2 separate regions of the Sus scrofa genome follow, and region 1 is linked to region 2. The links are chromatin contacts, called in public Hi-C maps. All regions are on one chromosome and are shown on one strand. Each heading gives the region's core, a stretch centred on a gene start, on an enhancer-like site or on the middle of the called end of the contact. The rest is flanking DNA. Distances are from core to core; before and after follow the strand shown. Region 1 holds the start of GLYCTK (glycerate kinase). Region 2 holds the start of POC1A (POC1 centriolar protein homolog A).

Evidence for each region. A called contact is a pair of places that touch in the nucleus more often than the background predicts.
Region 1: a Hi-C map of liver shows a contact between it and region 2, with 4 times the contacts expected there. The contact joins the promoter of GLYCTK here to the promoter of POC1A in region 2. A contact is called at or near these places in 11 of 47 Hi-C or Micro-C datasets (alveolar macrophages, embryonic fibroblasts, heart right ventricle and 4 more) and 1 of 2 datasets of contacts at active chromatin or transcription factors (alveolar macrophages).

What each region holds. Positions count from the first base shown.
Region 1 is chr13:34,432,006-34,434,789 of Sscrofa11.1, reverse strand. It overlaps GLYCTK (glycerate kinase), which reads right to left and starts at 1,387. Exons shown (of 5, transcript XM_005669627.2): 1 at 1,205-1,387.
Region 2 is chr13:34,306,718-34,309,440 of Sscrofa11.1, reverse strand. POC1A (POC1 centriolar protein homolog A) reads left to right here and starts at 1,345. Exons shown (of 11, transcript XM_021068878.1): 1 at 1,345-1,740.

The DNA of each region.
Region 1 (2,784 bases), core at 138-2,637, 130 kb before region 2:
CCTGCAAGTGGCAACGCCTGGATCCTTAACCTGCTGAATCTGACTGCAGCAGCTCTGGTTGCTCATACAGGCAGGTTCGATCCTGGCCTGGTGCAGTAAAGGATCCTGCATCGCCACAGCTGCAGCATATTCAATCTATGGCCAGGGAAGGAGGGAGGGGAGGGAGGAAGGAAAAAACAAAAAGCAAAAAAACCTGGCAACTTCTAGCCTTCAGCCATTTAGTCTACATGAAACTCAGCTTTCCCGGAAGAGAACCAAGCATGCCCCAGATCAGCTGTGAAAGGCAACACAAAGGGATCCAAAATGGGCTCAGCTGTGGCCTAGGACCTCTGGGGCTGGGCCATTAGAATTAGAGGTAAAAGCCCTTTGGCATGTAGCAATAGTTGATTTTTCAGCCTGGGTGAACTTTGTACCAGTTTCTCTGATGGATAGGGGCCTAGAGGATCCCAGCCCAGGGCAGGGGGCGCCCAAGACTAAGGTAGCCAGATAAAGTACAAGTCACTCAGTTAAATTTGAATTTCAGATAAACAAGTAGTTTGTTAAATGTAAGAACCTCCATACCATGTTGGGGACATACCTATACTAAAAAAATTTTATTATTATTATTTGTCTTTTTAGGGCCCCACCCACCGCGTACTGAAGTTCCCAGGCGAGAGATCCAATCGGAGCTGTAACTGCCACCCTACACCAATTGTCACAGCAATGCCAAATTCTCCGAGCTGCGTCTGCAATCTTTGCCACAGCTCCCAGCAACTCGGGATCCTTAATCCACTGAGTGAGGCCAGGGATCCAACCTGCGTCCTCAGGGATACTAGCTTAGCCACCACCGGAACTCCTTTTTTTTTTTTTTTGGCCGCAACAGGAGCATGTGAAAATTCCCGGGCCAAGGGTGGAACCCACGCCACAGCAGCGACTAGAGCCGCTGCAAGGGGCAACGCCCAGATCCTTAACCCGCTGAGCCACAAAGGAACCCTTAAAAACTTATCTGTTGTTCACCTGAAATTCGAATTTAATTACACGCCCTGCCTTTTTATTTGCAAAACCCAGCAACTCAACTCGTGACAACGCCTCTCCTAAAACCCCCAGCGATCCTGCGCAAAACCCGGAAATACTGAGCAGACCCGCCTCGAGTCCTCCCCCCACCAAGCGGGGCTGGAGCCCTTTCCTCCTTCGCCTGTCCGCCCAGCCCCGGAAATGACGTTACCCTGGGGCCGAGGCCTCAGGCCAACACGAAGGAAATGGCTGCCGCGTAACGTCCAGTAGTGACCCGAGAAATAAAGGGCAGCAACCGCCGTCACCAAGCCCAAGGTACCCGGTGGCCCTGGCGGTGCGGACTTTACTGCCCCACAGCTCCAGGCCGCGGATCCCACCTTTCGTGACCGGAAGTCCCCCAAGGGGGCGGGGCGGAATCCGGAACTTTTAGTGCGTGGGGCGGGGCTGGGACTTCTAGGGAGAGCTGCTGGAGGATCCGGACTGGCATCTTGGATCGGGGTTTTGGCTCATCATTGACCGACTACATCCCCGGCTGAAGGCACTTTCAGGGTTCAGTGTCTTCATCTCCACAGTGGAATAATAATCCCCGCTTCACCGACTGCTGTAATCCGTCCCCCTCCTTTATTCTGTATTATCCCATCAGTCTCAAATCATTCCGACCTACTGTTAGGTGCCAGGCACTGGACTAATCAAGCGGGAGGAAAAATCACTCTACACAACCCATCCACTCTGGCGCCATATTAAGTCATCCTTTCCCCTCACCGCTGTTATTCCACAATTCTCCGGTTACCCTTTCTCCCTTGGGCGACCAAATCACAGCTCCAACTCAGCAAGAGAGTTCTGCTTCGTGGTTCTCGAACACACAGGCAGTGTGTAAACACGAAAGATCTTAGGCCTCCCACGGAGTCCCCGCTCTCACCCTGAGCCTGGCTTGTTACCTTCCCTTATACAAAAAGACAATTCCTGGAGTTCCCCTAGTGGCTCAGCTATAGCTAACGGACTAGTATCAACGAGGACGCAGGTTCCATCCCCGGCCTCACTCCGTGGGTTAAAGATCCCGCTTTGCTGTGGCTGTGGCATAGGCCCACCGCTACAGCTCCAATTCAACCCCTAGCCTGGGAACCTCCATATGCCCCGGTGTGGACCTTAAAAAAAAAAAAAAAAAAAAAAAGGTGCAGAAGGGTACATTGTTGTTACTAATGTTTTCTTCGGGAGAAATGCTTTTATTCATTCCTCCAACACTCAAGAGACGTTTCCTGAGTGCCTTCTAGGTGGACCAAACGCTCTGTCTAGCTGCTGGGATGAGTAAGAAGTGGTACTCTTAGTTGAGAAATTTCTGCTTTTGTAATTACATTCCGACAGTGCTGGGGGCCAGAAGAGGGGGTGTAAATTTGAGCATCCTCTCATTATTTAGTCCCAGACTCTCATAAACAGACACCATTTACTGTGCCAGCGCTGTTATATCAGACTGTTAGCAGGAGATATATTATCTTTTTCTTTTTAGTCTTTTTGCCATTTCTTGGGCCGCTCCCGTGGCACATGGAGGCTCCCAGGCTAGGGGTCGAATTGGAGCTGTAGCCACCAGCCTATGCAAGAGCCACAGCAACAATGGGGATCCAAGCCTCGTCTGTGACCTACACCACAGCTCACAGCAACGCCGGATCCTCAAACCACTGAGCAAGGCCAGGGATCAAACCCGCAACCTCATGGTTGCTAGTCGGATTCATCAACCACTGCAGCACAAAGGGAACTCCTATATCCATTTTTTTAATCCCCATCCCACCCTACAGC
Region 2 (2,723 bases), core at 96-2,595:
GTGTGTAACTTAAGTTAGCCTGAACATTTTTAACATACAGGAACCAATTTTAAGCCAAATTACAGTGAAGATGGATTAAATGTATCTATTTCTTGTGTCTGGCCCTAGACCTTCCAGGTCCAAAGAAGAGGCTCACCCCTCTACATGCTAGGTCCCTCCACTGCCAGTCTCTGAGTTCACTCAACGGGGCTCTGGTTTGCTGGTTCAGGGACATCATCTTAGGTCTCAGTATGTAGTGAGAAACCTAAGGGCCTGGCCAGATCTTAGTAGCCAATCTAGCCTGGGTAGGTGATGGAAGGATCCCAAATCTTGCAAAAATGTCCAGTTCAGATCAGATCCAGGTTGGGAAGATGCCCAGAGTTAGGCAGGATAGAAGAAAGGTGGAGGGACAGCAGAAAAGTGAGCAAGGATGGCCTCTGGTGGCCAGACCTCTGGATTGTCTCCTCTTTTAAACACACACATAATTTACATGTAGTTTACAAGAGGCTTCTCAGGAGAAGAGAGAGCCAGGCTGCCTTCACCCTTTCCTATATTACTAATGTGGAAACAGGGCCTCGGAGCAGTGTTATTTTTCCTGAGGTCATACAGCCAATCAAGGCAAGAACTGGGAATAGAACCCAGGCCTCTCCACTCCATGGATGTGATTCCGAGTTATTTGTGTTCTTTTATTTTTATTTTTTGTTCCTTAGGGCCGCATTTGCATCATATGGATGTTCCCAGGCTGGGGGGTTTAATAGGAGCTACAGCTGCCGGCCTACACCTCAGCCACAGACATAGGAAGCGAGCAGCATCTGGAGCCCATACCACAGCTCAGGGCAAAGCCAGATCCTTAACCCACTGAGCAAGGCCAGGGATCGACCCCACAACCCCATGCATGGTTCCTAGTCGGATTCGTTTCCACTGCGCCACGGGGGAACTCGATTTGTGTTCTTTTAAATCGACACTTGTTTTAAGCGCGTTCAGAGGAGTGAACCACTTAAAGAATTCCCAAAGAGTGAATAACTGGCTGTAAATGGGGTACTGAGAGAAAAGCCGGCCATCCGAGCGCTTTAAGAGGACACAGACACGGCGCTCTCTTGCGGCAGAGGGTTAAGGATCCTGCGTAGACACTGCAGCGGCTTGGGTCGCTGTTGTGGCCTTGTTCTATCCCTGGCCCAAAAACTTCCAAGTGCCAGGCGCCGCGCCCACGGGAAAAAAAAAAGAAAAAAAAAAAAAAGGACGCAGATACAATGAGCCAAGTACCTCCATCTCCGGGATCCTAAAAGGTTCTCTTTCGTTGGTTAATCAGGCCTTAGGGCATCTTGGGAAATGTAGTCCCACCTTCCTCCCGACAGGAGGATGCGGGAATCGAGGAACTGCATTTCCCAGAAGGCTGTGTTCGCCTTAGCCTTAACCGGACTACCCGTCGGCGGGGCGAACACTTCATCCTGGGCTTTTTAATTTCTCAGGGGGAATGAGCGACGGTGGACACAGGCCTTTAGCGACGCCGTCCGTAGGCTGCCTGGCTTGGTGGTGCTGGACGCGGAGACAGTGGACTCGGTCAACTCTCCTTCCGGTCCCGGGTGCAAAAAGCCGAGGCGCCCAGTCTCCTTTAATTGCGGTGGGCGGGGCGGGGCCAAGCGACCCGCGTTGCTATTGGCGGCGGTTGGGGGCGCGGAAACTGAACGCGCCTCAACGGCAGCCGCTGCTTCCTCCGGCGCCTTGGGCGCTCCCAGCCCCGCCATGGCATCGCCCTACCCGGTAAGTTCCTGCCAGCGGCTGCCGCCCGGGCCTTAGTCTCCCCACGAGGACAGTGGGCGCCTGGCCGGGCGCAGGGCTCCGTGCGGTCCTCTCCTGCCCTAGTTTACAGTCTGTGCAGGGTGCGATGGGTCGGGGCATCTAGCGAACGCCTCCTGCGAGCCAGGCCCTGTGCCGGTTGCCAGGGCTAACGAACCAGTCTCTATTCTTAGGATTTGTATCTCCGCGGAGGAGACATTAGTACTGCCCGACTGGGACGTCTGACCTGGGATCAGCGCCGGGCCTGTGTGGCTTCAGTCTTGTTTTCCTGAGCAGTGGGTAGCTGAATGGGGGCTTGTTGAGGGTGCACCCTGTTACGACGTGTGGGAACAGCAGGCCCCAGGATGCCCAGGACGGCCTAGGCCTGCGGTGTAACTTGAACCAGGATGCCCTCTCGGAGGCCAGAGGGGAGCACTCCGAAGCCCCTGTTTTTGAGAGGTTGTTTTGAACCTCAACCTGCTTGGTCCTCTGGCTTGGGTTGAGAGTCAAGGTGGCTGGATGGTGGCCTGTTGGCTTCCTTAGGAACCAGGCCTTTTGAACCCTAATTTGATGTTCTTTCCCCTACCCCAAAATATAAACCCCTTTGGGGGAGACGAGGAACCAGCAAGTTGCAGGAATGGAAGAGAGGGTGTTGGAAGATTTCATGGGTCCCCTGGTTAAGGGTGGATCTGAACTTGCCTCTAGAGATGGGCACTATGTTACCTTTGTTTTTCCAAGAAGCTCAGGTGGAGCAGTTACTGCTCTGTTCTGGGCCCACCTGTTGTGCTTTTCCCTCTCTTGTTGAAAGGATTCTGGCAGGTGTGTTGGGGTGGAGCTGGGCATGGGGCCATGGGAGCCTTTGTTCTGGTTACAGCTTTTTGGAGTGGCAGTGGCCTTGCTCTGGCTCAGGAGTAGGTTTGCTGGGCTCCCTGGTGCCTCCAAGATGTTTCTTTGAGGTTTCTGATTCT